2 separate regions of the Mus musculus genome follow, and region 1 is linked to region 2. A link is a contact called in public Micro-C data. All regions are on one chromosome and are shown on one strand. The core of a region is the stretch at or near the end of the contact, and the rest is flanking DNA. Distances in the headings are between cores, read along the strand shown.

Region 1 (6,465 bases), core at 3,924-6,423, 620 kb before region 2:
GGAACCAGGTGGACAAAACCTCAAATAGCTCTTGAACAAGGGCAAGCTCTGACAATTAGGAAGACTGTAAACACTGAGACCAAGCAGTCACCTGCTGCAGAGCCTGAGCACCGGAGGTCAGCTCCGGGGACTCACACTGTGGAGAGAACCAGCTCCGACAAGATGTCTTCTGACTTCCACGTGGGTGCCCATGTTCCTCCCTGCCCTCCCCTCACAAAACTAATGTAAAAAACTGTATTAATCTTTTCAAAGTTTAAACCACTAGAAGAGTTCTAGGAAAGACTTTAAGCAAATGTGACCCAAGTGTGGTGGTGCACATCTGCAACCCAAGTGCTTGGGAGGCAGAGGCAAGAAGATCAGTCCCATGTCACCTTCAGCATCCTCAACCACAGGGTTCAAGGCCAGCCTGAGCTATCTGAGAGCTCATCTTAAACTAACAAACAAAACAAGAACAAAAAACGAAAGAGTAAGAGAGCGGAGGAGGAGAGGAGGAAGGTAGCTAAGCAGGGCTCTGTGCTGGGGCACCTGTAGTAATACCTCTGGGAGGTAAGGTAGGAAGGTTCAAAAACTGCAGTAAGACCCTGTCTCAAAACAAACCAAACCCCACAAAACAACAGCCACAGGAGGGGACAGAGCTCAGAGGTGAGGGGCTTCCCTAGCCCGCTAGGGTTTGGTCCCCAGCACGACACAAATACACAAAATAAACATACTCACTTTGACTCAAGCATGGGGGCACACTCCTGGGCAGCACTTGGGAGGCAGGTACAAGCAGATCTCTGTGAGTTCAAGGCTTTTCTGGCTTACATAGTAAGTTCCAGGCCAGTCAGGGCTACTTTATGAGAATACCTCAAACAAAAGCCTCAGGGCTGGTGAGATGGCTCAGTGGGTAAGAGCACCCGACTGCTCTTCCGAAGGTCCAGAGTTCAAATCCCAGCAACCACATGGTGGCTCACACCATCCGAAACGAGATCTGACTCCCTCTTCTGGAGTGTCTGAAGACAGCTACAATGTACTTACATATAATAAATAAATACATCTTTAAAAAAAAACAAAACAAAACAAAAGCCTCAGTTTGAAGTAAATCTGCCCTGACAGAAAGCGTCCTGTTGCTGGAAAGTAAAGACACACAAGAAAATCCCAGCACTCAAGAAACTGAGTGAGGCAGGAGAACTGTTCCAAGCTCAAGGCTGGCCTGGTCTGTACAGAAAGACCCTATCTGAGAAAGAGGCGGATGCACTGCTGTTCTACAGAGCTAGTTCTAGGAAGCTCAAGGCTACACACACACACACACACACACACACACACACACACACACACATACACACACACACACACACACAAACCCTGCCTCAAAAAGAAAAGCAAACAAAACAAAAGGCTGGGTATGGTGGCACATACCTTTAAACCCAGTGGGAGAAGACAGGGATCTCAGAGAATATGATGCCAGCCTAGTCTATTACAAGGTTCAAGGGCAGCAAGAGGTATACAGTGAGACCCCAGGCCTCTCTCAAAAAAGAAAAGGGCTGGGAGGACAGGCATGGTGGCACAGTTAAGAGAGCAGTAATTCAGAAGAGTCTGCTGCAGAGTCTGAGCACCTGACAAGTTCACACAGCCTGAGCTACATAAAAACCTGTCATCTCCACAAAATGGAAGTGAGGGCCGGAGAGAGAGGCGGCTTGGCAGTTAAGAGCACTTGCAGATGAGGAGCTGGGTTTAGATCGTAACACCTACAACACCAAGAGCTCACAGGTGTAGGTGAGCTATACCCAGGTTCTAGATCTAATGACCTCTCCAGGAACAGCGCGCACGCACACAGGCACTGTGCCCATAAACACATGAAGGCACACACACAAATAAAAGTAAACAAATAAATTTAAAGGGGAGTGTGAGATGGCTTATCACTATAAAAGCACTTGCCCCACAAGCATAAGGACCTGAGTTCGATTCCCAAGAACCCACATAAAAGCCGGACACACAACAGCAATGTCATCCAAGCACTCCTGCTACAGAGGGGTGGGAGGCAGAGAATCCCTAGAAGGGCCAGGGCCAGCTAGCCTGCCACATGCAGGGGACAGTGTCTCTAACAAGGTGGAAAGTGATGTCTAACAAGCCAAGGCTGTGCCTAACACTAAAGGGCTGAGAGGAGGAACCTGGGTAGGAGGACCAAGTTTGTAATCCCAGCACTCAGGAGCGCAGCCTGGGTTACAGGGAGACCATGTGTCTCTGTGTGTGTGTGTGTATGTGTGTGTGTGTGTGTGTGTGTGTTAGTTATTACTTGTAGTGTTGGCATTATTTTAAATGTCTTTGATTATAATAAGGTACTGTAGCCCAAGCCTATATACAGCAGTTAGAAAACAGACACAGGAGCCTCAAGGGTCAAGGTCATCCTCCCCTACAAAGTTGAAGGTCAGTCTGGGCTACAAGAAAACCTGTCTCAAAAACACCTACACAAAAAGTCATTTTGATGAAACAGAATGCACCGGGCCACCTGATAAGAGATTATCTGTTTACGAGCTCAAAATACAGCACTCTCTGTGTGCACAATAACTGTGGCTCAAAGAGCAGGAGAGTTGGGGAGCCAGATTACAACTTTCTAACACTCAAAAAAAAAAAAAAAAAAAAATTCACAACCTGACAGGAGTTAAGTACACCTGGGAGACTAAGGCAGGATGACTAACTCCCAAGTTCCAGGCCAGCCTTGGTCTCAAAAACCAAACCAAACCAAAAACCACAAAGATACCTCGAAGGAAAATCAGAACCAACCGAAACAGCCAGCACAACAAAGCTCAGTGAGGAAGCAGCACTTGCCTAGAATGCAGAGGCCCTGGGTTCCAAGTGGGAGAGCGGGGGAGGGGATTGTGTGTCCTGAATCCTCCCCCAACGAGTCAAGGGCATCAGGTTCCTAAGAAGCAAACTGACTTCAAGCTGTTTCTCCTACTCCAACAGAAAACTTCCCAGCAGGTTTTTACCTAAGGTGAGAACTGATTAAAACACAGGAAGGTGTCCTTAACTCACCAGTCTGGGGGATTCAAAGATAACCAAGTGTCGGCTCGGGTTCCAGAGCCCTCACTGAAATCCTGGAGAGCCTATACATAGTTTTGTCTGTCCTTTGTACAAATGACCAACTGGGGAAGGGAAAACGTGGCAAGTTTTAAATAGCTCCTGAGTGTCGGGGGAGGATAGCTCCTCTCAACTATATTAAACATCTTTTAAGGGAAAGGAGAAAGCCTTGTGAAGTCAAAAGAAAGAATCCGTCCTACACGGAGCTTATCAAGAGGAAGAAGTTATTAATACTCTCATGAAATGTCAAAGTTATGCAGCACCCACACCTTCAAGGTAACCCATGCCTCAAGCATTTTATCCTGACCTGAGAAAAAAGGGCAACGGGCTATCAAGCCTTCAAAGCTTATCATCTGTCAGCCTGGGGCAAAATCTCTGGGAATACTAACCAGTAAATGTCATCACTCCGCAGGTCGCCCGCCCAGAATCAGGCTACTGCAGCTAGCCACAGCCTGGGAGTGCCAAACCTTCCCAAAATAGCTCTGACTTTATACACAATGCTCAAACACCTTACATGCAAACCCTCAAATAGAGAGTGCTCAACTACCGGTCACTCCTCAGCAGCCTGTGACAGAGGTAAATGAAAATACCACTGATCGAAAGGCATGTGGTCTTAAATGACGGGCCCAGAACAAATTTAAATATGACTTGCTCTCCCTCAAAATAGTATCAATATGACTGTCTCAAAACCAAATCTCACCACCTGTTTATAAGTCACTGTCCCCAACACAAGTAGACTTGTGGGGAGGAAAACAGAGAAAAATACAGACCCAATGTCCAAAAGACACTGTTGAGTAATAAACAATTTTTATCTGATCGCCAAAAAAAAAAAAAAAAAAAAATCCACCTACTTTCATTTTACAGGCCAAGACTTAGAGATATCTTTTTCTACATGAATTTTAAAGAGCCTGCTATGTTTTAAACTTGTAGTCTGGGGGTGTAGTGCTTGATTATCTCATGCGATAGGCCCTAGGCTTGATCCTCAGCACCTCAAATTATTAAAATTTAACTATAGAAGACATTAATTATAGAATTTAATTATAGAGTTTTTCTTAGCAGTATCTCAAATTTTTATTCTAAATATTTTATAAATTTTCTCGACTGCAAACTCGGTATTTGAATCCTTGGTATAGGTTTTCCATTTTGTCATTTAAAAAGTGCAGTTCTTGAGGGACGAGGATGTTGTGTTACGTTATAACATTCCAAAGTAAAACTGGATGACAGTCTCAAATTGCCCACTTCCCAAGTTTCTTTAAAAGACATTATGAGCCTTTTGATTTTTTTTCCAAATCAGTGTTACTAAAGGCCCACCATCTAAGCCCTAAGAGCCTTGTAATATTTTTCAACCTTTTTATATTACTAGGAACATAGTAAAGTGCCTTCTATTCATTGTGCTTTTCTCTCCCCTCCTTCAAAACCTACAGTGATCAATGAGATAATTCGGGAAGCTGATTTGTTTCCGAGGGAAAAAAAGAACTGAATGAAAAGCGGGGCGGGAAAAGGGAGGAGTGGGGCTCCGGGTCTTTTTTGCACTTTGTTGATAAACGCCGGCTTTAAGTGAGATAACTTAAGTCTGCGTTAGCCTCAGAGAAGCCACTGCCATAAAACTGATTTGAGAGTCAGAACAAGGCACCGTGGCCGTGCTTTTGGGAAGTTTTTAGCTGCTGGGTCGGGCCCGGTGCACACTTCGGGGTGACCTCGCTGCCTACGATCTCACGTGCAACCCCTCCCGTTAGGGTCCCTAGCACCGGGTCCCACAATCCCGCTCGGAACCTTAGCTGGCTTATACACCCAGGCAACCTCACACAGGCTCGCGGACCCAGCCTCGCAAAGTCCCGGGAAGACCGGGTTGCTCTCGCCCTAGCCCGCAGGCCCCGGCCTCTGTCGGCCCTCGCCCGCTTGGCCCGCCGCGCCCCTCTCAGCCGGAACCCGGGCCCCGCTACCCTCACCCGCCGCTCACCGAGCCATGGCCGTCCGCCGCCCCCGCCGAGTCGTCCTGCTGCAGCTCCGCAGTCATGGCCGTGGTGTCCCTCCGCGTGTAGCCCCACTCTCGTTGTCGTCTTCGCCGCGGTCGCCACCGCCACCACCACCGCCCCCGAAGCCCGGGAGCACCGGGAGGCACCGCCCACACGTCCCGCCCCCGCCCGCGGCGCGCGATGGAAGCCCCGCCCACGCCAGCCCGCTCCCAACACTCCCCACCCACAGCACGCGGCAGAGGCTCCTCCCACGGCGTTCGCTGGATGCCCCACCCCCGCCAGCCGACTCCCACCCATCTTGCGGCTTGCGCCGGAGACCCCGCCTACATGCCCCACCCACACAGCCGAGGTTCCCTCTCCCAAGGCTCCGCCCACGCCAATTTAGAGCCCCGGTGGCCCCGCCCATACACTCTGCTCACGCCCGCAGCGTGCGCCAGAGGCGTCACCCACGCGCCCGCCCCTGGTTTGCGTGAGCCGGAGGCGGGGCGTCTTCGCGTGCTCTGGCCCACGTGACCGCAGCCGGGCACAAACTAAGGGGTCAGCGTCGCCTCGCCAGCTGTTGCTATTTCCGCCTTAGGTGCCCAGGAAGTGGGCGGTGAGGCCTCTGGGTTTCCAAGACTCCTTTTTTACTCCATCCCGCGCTTGCTGAGCCTTGCATCTGCGTCCAGCCTGCCCCCAGCTCCCCATAAGCTTGGTAAGGCTGCTGGGTTCCTTCTGCTGACAGATTTTCCCACCAGACCTCTTAGCCATTTCCTAATCTGGGGACGCGAAGAGAAACGTAGACTGACTCGAGTGGTTTGTATAAAGACAACTGAATGGCCAGGACCTTCACAGAGCTCAGCATCGTGTCTTAATCCTGAACAGTTGCCCCATGTTCCAAATTCCCGTTTTCAGGCCATGTGTGTAATAAGCTGTGTTGACTCTAGCTCATGCACTAAGCCACCTACCACCCCTTTTAATGTTTGGGAAGAGGGTTCTTATTGTTGGTGATATTGGTTTGGGTTTTTTTTGAAACAGGATGTCACGTGGATTGGACTTGCCTCAGACTGTGTAGCCGTGGTTGGCCTTAAATTCTTGGTCCTCTGCCTCCACCTGGTCAAATGATGGTAAGTCTTTACTGCCATGTTAAACTTAACACTTTGAGATGATCTCATTAAGTTCCCCAGGCTGGCTTTGAACTTTCTATACTTCTGCCTTAGTCTCCTATGTGGAATAAATTTGGGACCTGTGTCTATCAGGTCCATCCTTGTCAGGATTCTCTGAAGACAGAACCATTAGACTTGATAAAATTAGAATGGGAGGGCCCTGGAGAGATGCCTCAGTAGTTAAGAGCATTAAAAAGCACTGGCTGCTCTTCCAGAGGTCCTGTGTGTGGGAAGCCACATGTGCCGTTGCAGGGTGGCGCTGGCCACCACGCATAAGTTTGGGT
Region 2 (6,607 bases), core at 1,865-4,364:
TCAAGCAGCGGTGACTTCAGCAGCCAGCAAAATTATACATACGGCTATTGTTAAGACATTTAAGCAGTTGCTGTTGTGAGAAGCCCACACTCATACCCAGGTGCACACGAACTTAAATACATCTGTTAATAATTGTTCTGAAGTCTGTGTTAAGCTCTTCTGAAAGAGTTATTTTATTTTTAGTTATGTGTGCCATGTGCTGGTGCCCTTAGAGGACAGTGGCTTTGGATCCCTGTGGAGCCGGAGTTATGTGGTTGTGCGCCACCTGTCCTGGATGCTAGTAAGCAAATGAAAGTTCCTCTGTAAGAGCCATGCAGGCTCTCCACCACAGAGCCTTCTCTCCAGCCCCTGAAAGTCCAACTCTGGTGCATACTGACTGGCCCTGGCATTCTTTTCTGCAGTATAGTCAAGAGTCCTGTGGTCACTGAGTCGAGGTCTCTGAAGAGACTTCCTGTGTTGGGCCATGTCTCCAGCTGTTGATCCTGGTGCCTCTGACGAGCACCAGAGGATTAAATCACAGCTGTTTGCCTCCCAATACAAGGTAAGGGAAATGGCTCTTTTTTTCTCTGGTGTTCTTTCTCTGAGCCTAAAAAGCCAGTGTAATGACTGGAGGAGCACCAGACCAATCCCTCCGAGGAATGGTCCTAGTAAAGTCCCTGACCAACGCTTTTCTTTTTTTCTCTCTCTTTCTTTCTTCCTTTCTTTCTTTCTTTCTTTCTTTCTTTCTTTCTTTCTTTCTTTCTTTCTTTCTTTCTTTCTTTCTTTCTTTCCTTCCTTCCTTCCTTCCTTCCTTCCTTCCTTCCTTCCTCCCCTCCCCTCCCCTCCCCTCCCCTCCCCTCCCTTCTTCTTCTTCTTCTTCTTCTTCTTCTTCTTCTTCTTCTTCTTCTTCTTCTTCTTCTTCTTCTTCTTCTTCTTCTTCTTCTTCTTCTTCTTCTTCTCCTTCCTCCTCCTCCTCCTTCTTCTCCTTCCTCCTCCTCCTCCTCCTCCTCCTCCTCCTCCTTCTTCTTCTTTTTGAGACAGGGTTTCTCTGTATAGTCCTGGCTGTCCTGGAACTCACTTTGTAGACCTCAGAAATCCGCCTGCCTCTGCCTCCCAAGTGCTGGGATTAAAGAAAGGCATGCGCCACTACCGCCCGGCTCTGACCAACGCTTTTCGAAAGTAGCCATTGAGGAAGAAACTTAGGTGATGGCTCTCCCTCTACCCCCCCTGCTTCCTGGCTGCCATAATGTCCATACTGTCCTTCTCTGCCACGCTCTCTCTGCTACGATGGATCCAGATCTCTGAGCTACAAGCAGACACAAACCCCGTCTCCCTTAAGGAGTGTCTGCCAGCCATCTTGTCACAGTGATGGAAACACATTTCTTTTCTTTTTGTTTTTGTTTTTTGTTTGTTTGTTTGTTTCGAGACAGGGTTTCTCTGTATTGCCCTGGCTGTCCTGGAACTCACTCTGTAGACCAGGCTGACCTCGAACTCAGAAATCCGCCTGCTTCTGCCTCCCGAGTGCTGGGATTAAAGGTGTGCGCCACCATGCCCGGCTGGAAACACATATCAAAGGGACAGCCACCACTGTTTTACATGAATGCTCCTTGTCGCACTGAAGTGAAACTGTTAACCTGGTTGAAACCTCTAGTAAGCAAGGTAAACCCCAGAGCCACCACCAACTGCTTGAGACCTTTTTCTCGGTGGCAGCCATAAAACTGCAGTTTTCTAGGACTCTCCCCAGAAGTCCTGTCTGCAGGGAAAGGGCTTCTGCTAAACTCCTTGTGCAAACTTAGTGGTTTCTGGTTCTGCCTTGTCAGACTAATTCTATCCAAAACATCTCCAGAGCCACCTTATGTATCTTTCTTATAGAGATGGGTGGAGAGAGGGCTTCCTAGCACCCTCTTGAGATGAAACTTCAGAGTCACCAAAATGGCTTCCTTCTCTGACTAATACCCTCTCAGGAGACGAGTCTGTGCCCACACTTGAGACTGTTGTTATTTTCCCCTACTCTTCTCTGGGAAACACAGACTGCCACTTAGAAGGGTCTTTCTCCCAGCGCTGAAGCCGATATTAAAATCTCTTCAATAACATTTCCAATTCTGTGTCACTCCATCCCTTTTGTCCTGACATCCTTTCCAGTGTCCAAGCTGTGCATTGTAGTTTGGCCTAAGTCGGGGGCCCTGAGAATCTAGGGGAGTACCTCAGTGTGGGGTAGTGTGCAGCTGTGTTTCTGTTCCCCGACCACTGACAAAGCTACCTAAAGTTCCCACTCACTTGAAGGACCCCGGGGCTTTATGTTTTCTTTTCTCTTTTCTCTTTTCATTCTTTTTTTTTCTTTTAACCATTCCTATTTCTTTCATGTCTACTGCTCTGTTTAAGGCTGTTTATTTCTCCTTAAGTGAATTGCGGCACTGTCTATTATTTTTCAGAAAAACTTGTCTACTTGTTTAAATTTTGCTGGCTAATAAGTTTATCATGTTCTGCTCCCCCTCTCCTTCCCATACACCCCCTGTCTTCCAGTCCCACATCTTTCTTCTCCCCAACCAGTCTTAATGAGAATCACGTTTCAAGTGTTTCCAATGAACCAGATGCCAGCTTTGTCAACCACCTGCTCCATATACAAAACACATTTGGTCTTTGTTCCTGACTCCAGACACAGCATTCCTAAGGGTAAGACACGAGTGTCATCTGTCATTCATATGAAACTGTTTGGTCACATTTAAGCTCACACCGAGAGACTGACCTAGTATGGGGCCTCAACACTGCCAAAAACATGTTGAAAAGATAACAGCGCTCTGTCACGTTCCTCCAACAGTGAAATGCAGGAGCAAATGGGTTGGCTAAGGCCCCTGTGTTCTGGAAAGATAACATTTCTAGGAGAGTCTGGGGAGGTGTGGGTGACGCTCCGCCTAATCCCTTCCCCACTGTGTGACTGCATTTGCCTGTTCGCCTTTGCATCGTTTATAATAAACCAATAATAGTAACCCGGATGCTTACCCGAGTGCTGCTAGCTGTCCAGTGAAACCATCTCTCACTTCAAAGGGAACCTGAGAGCGTGTATGCTGGAGCCAATTCGGAATGGTGGTGACCCAGGGAGGCAGAGTCAGGTTGTCCTGAATAATGTGATCCAATGTGGGGAAGGTTTGTATAAAGCCTTTAATAGTTACAGAACAAGAACAAGCCACCAATCAGAGTGCTTTCAGGCACTCCATAGGCATGCTGGGTAGGAGGGTATCTGCAGACCTCAAAACACTCCTTTTGCATTTTCAGATGCCACGTGATAAGACATTCTCAGTTTTAGATGATAGAAGCCAGTGATCTGCTAAGTTAATACATTCCAGAGAATTTTGACCTGATAATTAGATCATTAAGTCAGAGATGGGTGGGCAAAGGGACAAGCTGGTCTAAGATAATTTTGGCTCTGGATCTGCAACATTCCAACTTGTAACAAAAGTGGAAGTTCTAATCAGTCAATCGGTCTGGAGGAGTCTTTATATGGAGATGTGACTTTTCCCCACCTGGAAGCTTCAGTTGACACAAAGACGAAGAGAGGGAGTCTGGATCGCTCAGTGTCCAGCAGTTAATCCACACGGAATGGCTGTGTGCATTCGCAACCGTGGTGAAAAGTGTTGGCCGCCTTGTGACACGGAATCCTTACCTGGGACAAGGCTAGGGTAGAGTGTCCAGGCTGATCGTCAGAGTCTCAGTTCAGTGGTACTTCATGTTTCTGAGCTACCTTCAGGCTGCTGGGTGAAGGACGTTGGGTGTCAGAAGCAAACCCACACTCTGTTCCATTTTGGCTTTTTTTTAATTAGGTATTTTCTTCATTTACATTTCCAACGCTATCCCAAAAGTCCCCCATACCCTCCCCACTCCCCTACCCACCCACTCCCACTTCTTGGCCCTGGTATTCCCCTGTACTGAGGCATATAAAGTTTGCAAGACCAATGGGCCTCTCTTTCCACTGATGGCCGACTAGGACATCTTCTGATACATATGCAGCTAGAGACACGATGTCTTGCTGACTGGTTGGGGCTGTCTGTGTTTGGATCCTTTCTCCCCTACCACCTCTCTCTTTTCTTTCATGGTTGACATAGGGTCTCATGTGTGGGTGTTTTGCCTGCATGCATGACAGTGTACCACGTGCATGCAGTCCCCATGGAAGCCAGAAGAGGGTGTGGGAACCTCTGAGAATGGAGGTAAAGGTGACTGTGAGCTGCCCTGTGGGTGCTGGAATCAAACCTGTGTCCTCTGGAAGAGCAGCCAGCACTGTTAGACACGGAGCCATCTCCCAGAACCTATTCAATTTTTACAAGGATTTTTTGGAGAACTGTATACATTTCCACCTCTTCTGTTTTTCCCTTCCAACTCCTCCCATGTCTCCCGGTTCCCTCTCCTACACGTGACCTCTTATTTAATTATTGTTTTTCACACACACACACACACACACACACACACACACACACACACACAGACATATAATCACACACATACACGGTCATACACACACACGTACATATTCACAGATACACATATACACACACACTCATATACACTCACACATACCTATACACTCACACAAGACACACACTCTCACACACACATCTCTCACATGTACTCACACAGTCACACATACACTCTCACACAGACACACACAGACACACACACAGACATACATATATTCACACACATACACAGTCACAGATACACACACACTCACACACACAGACATACACACTCACACATGTACACATTCACAGATACACATATACACACACACTCATATATACTCCCACATACCTACACACTCACACAAGACACATACTCTCACACACATATCTATACACACACACACTATCTCTCACATGTATTCACACACACACACATACACACACACTCTCACACACACACACACACACACACACACACACTAACTCCCCCCCCCTCCACTCTACAGCATGCTGAGTCTATTTAGTGTTGCTTCAATGTGCACATATTGACCACTTGCAACTGAATAACCTATCCAGGCCTCTTCCCTAGAGAAGACCAATTCTTTCTGATGCAGATATCAGTGAGTCACCTGCAGCCCCTCTTCTGCAGGCAGGGCCGTGTGACATTTCCCCCATCTACACCGGCATGTGTGGTCTTATTTAGGTGGCTGTAGTTTTGAGAGGAAGGCATTCTGGAAGTTAGCTTTGCCCTGAGGAGAGGAAGCAGATGGCAGAATTGACTCCCTGGCCGCACAGAAGGATGGGAGTGAGTGCTGGGGGGGGGGGGGGAGAAGGGCTGCTCCACGTTTGCCACTGTCCATGGGACAGTGCAGTCACACCTTTGTGTTCCAGAATGCCTGTGTCTGCTCAGTAAAGAGTGTCCATTTAGCGTATCCCTGAAATTGGAATTCGGAAGCCTGAAATCAAGATGGTTATGTAAAATTTGATTTTTTTTTTTAAGGACAGAATTTTACTCTTGTAGTCCAAGATGTCCTGGAACTTGTTATGTAGCCTAGGCTTGACTCTAACACGAAAGGATTTCCCCTGGCCTCAGCCTCGGAGTGCTGGCATCATAGGCTTGACCCAGCATTTTTGATTTTTAATGTTCTTGAACGTCTTGAGCAAAGAAAAATGACAGGGAGGAGGAGCATGTGTGGCTGTGGCCCTCCTGATTGGATGTCTCCTAGTGCCTCAGTCACTGTTCTATTGCTTCAAAGAGACACCATGAGTCTTGCAGAAGAAAGAACTTAATCGGGGGGGGCTTACTTACAGTTTCAGAGCTTTAGTCCACTATTATCATGGTGGGAAGCATGGTGGCACTTATGTGCTGGGGCAGTCCCTGAGAGCTTTATATCCTGAGCCACAGGCAAGGCGGGGTGGGGTGGGGTCAGAGAAGGAGAGAGAGAGAGAGAGAGAGAGAGAGAGAGAGAGAGAGAGAGAGCTCAAAGCCCATTCATTCCTGATAACTCACTTTCTCCTACAAGGCCATAGCTACTCCATGTCTATGGAGCCATTTGTGTTCAAAACACTACAGCTAGTAATCTGCACTGTTTTACTGGCTGGACACATGAGTTCTTGAGAAATGAGTTTCTAAGACTCACAAATTGACACACTGGCTGGAGTTACAACTTTCAAATGTATAAAAGTGTTTGGAGAAAGAGATTTTTAAGACATAAAATCTCTCATTCTTGATTTAACAATTTAAGATTAGAGATGAGAAAGACTCCTAAGTAAATACTATCAACATATTTACTGGGCCAACCCCCTAGAAAGAATTGTCCAAGTAAACTCAATGGTCTTGTTTTATAGTCAATAAGAAACTTACATTTCCTCTTCTTGGGGCTCTATGTGTCCCCCACAAGGCAGCTTTAACAAGATTTTAAAGGTCTTTGCTGTTCATAGTCCAATTTCATGGCCTGTTGTTGGCAGTGCGCCTGTCTCTTCTTTCTAGCTGCTTCTGGAGAGCCCAGTGCATGTGTGCTCTAGGCACTTTCTGTTAAGTCTTGAAGGATGTGCTCCAGGGAACAGGAGAAGGGAAGAGATGAGCATGCTTGGCAGAGCAGGTCTAAAGAACAAAGGCTGCAAAGACCAAGCTAGGTTTGGTGAAGGTGGCACCAGCATGAGTGTTCTCCGAG

What was found. A called contact is a pair of places that touch in the nucleus more often than the background predicts.
Region 1: a Micro-C map of the G1E-ER4 cell line shows a contact between it and region 2, with 3 times the contacts expected there. The contact joins the promoter of Usp28 here to the promoter of Nxpe4 in region 2. A contact is called at or near these places in 2 of 39 promoter capture datasets (hippocampal neurons and liver) and 2 of 484 Hi-C or Micro-C datasets (the G1E-ER4 cell line and erythroblasts).

What each region holds. Positions count from the first base shown.
Region 1 is chr9:48,984,093-48,990,557 of GRCm38.p6, reverse strand. It overlaps Usp28 (ubiquitin specific peptidase 28), which reads right to left and starts at 5,173. Exons shown (of 25, transcript NM_001359739.1): 1 at 5,021-5,173. The coding sequence starts at 5,077. It overlaps Gm51673 (a long non-coding RNA gene), which reads left to right and starts at 5,429. Exons shown (of 3, transcript XR_003948157.1): 1 at 5,429-5,730; 2 at 6,054-6,142.
Region 2 is chr9:48,358,548-48,365,154 of GRCm38.p6, reverse strand. It overlaps Nxpe4 (neurexophilin and PC-esterase domain family, member 4), which reads right to left and starts at 3,114. Exons shown (of 9, transcript NM_172921.3): 1 at 2,980-3,114.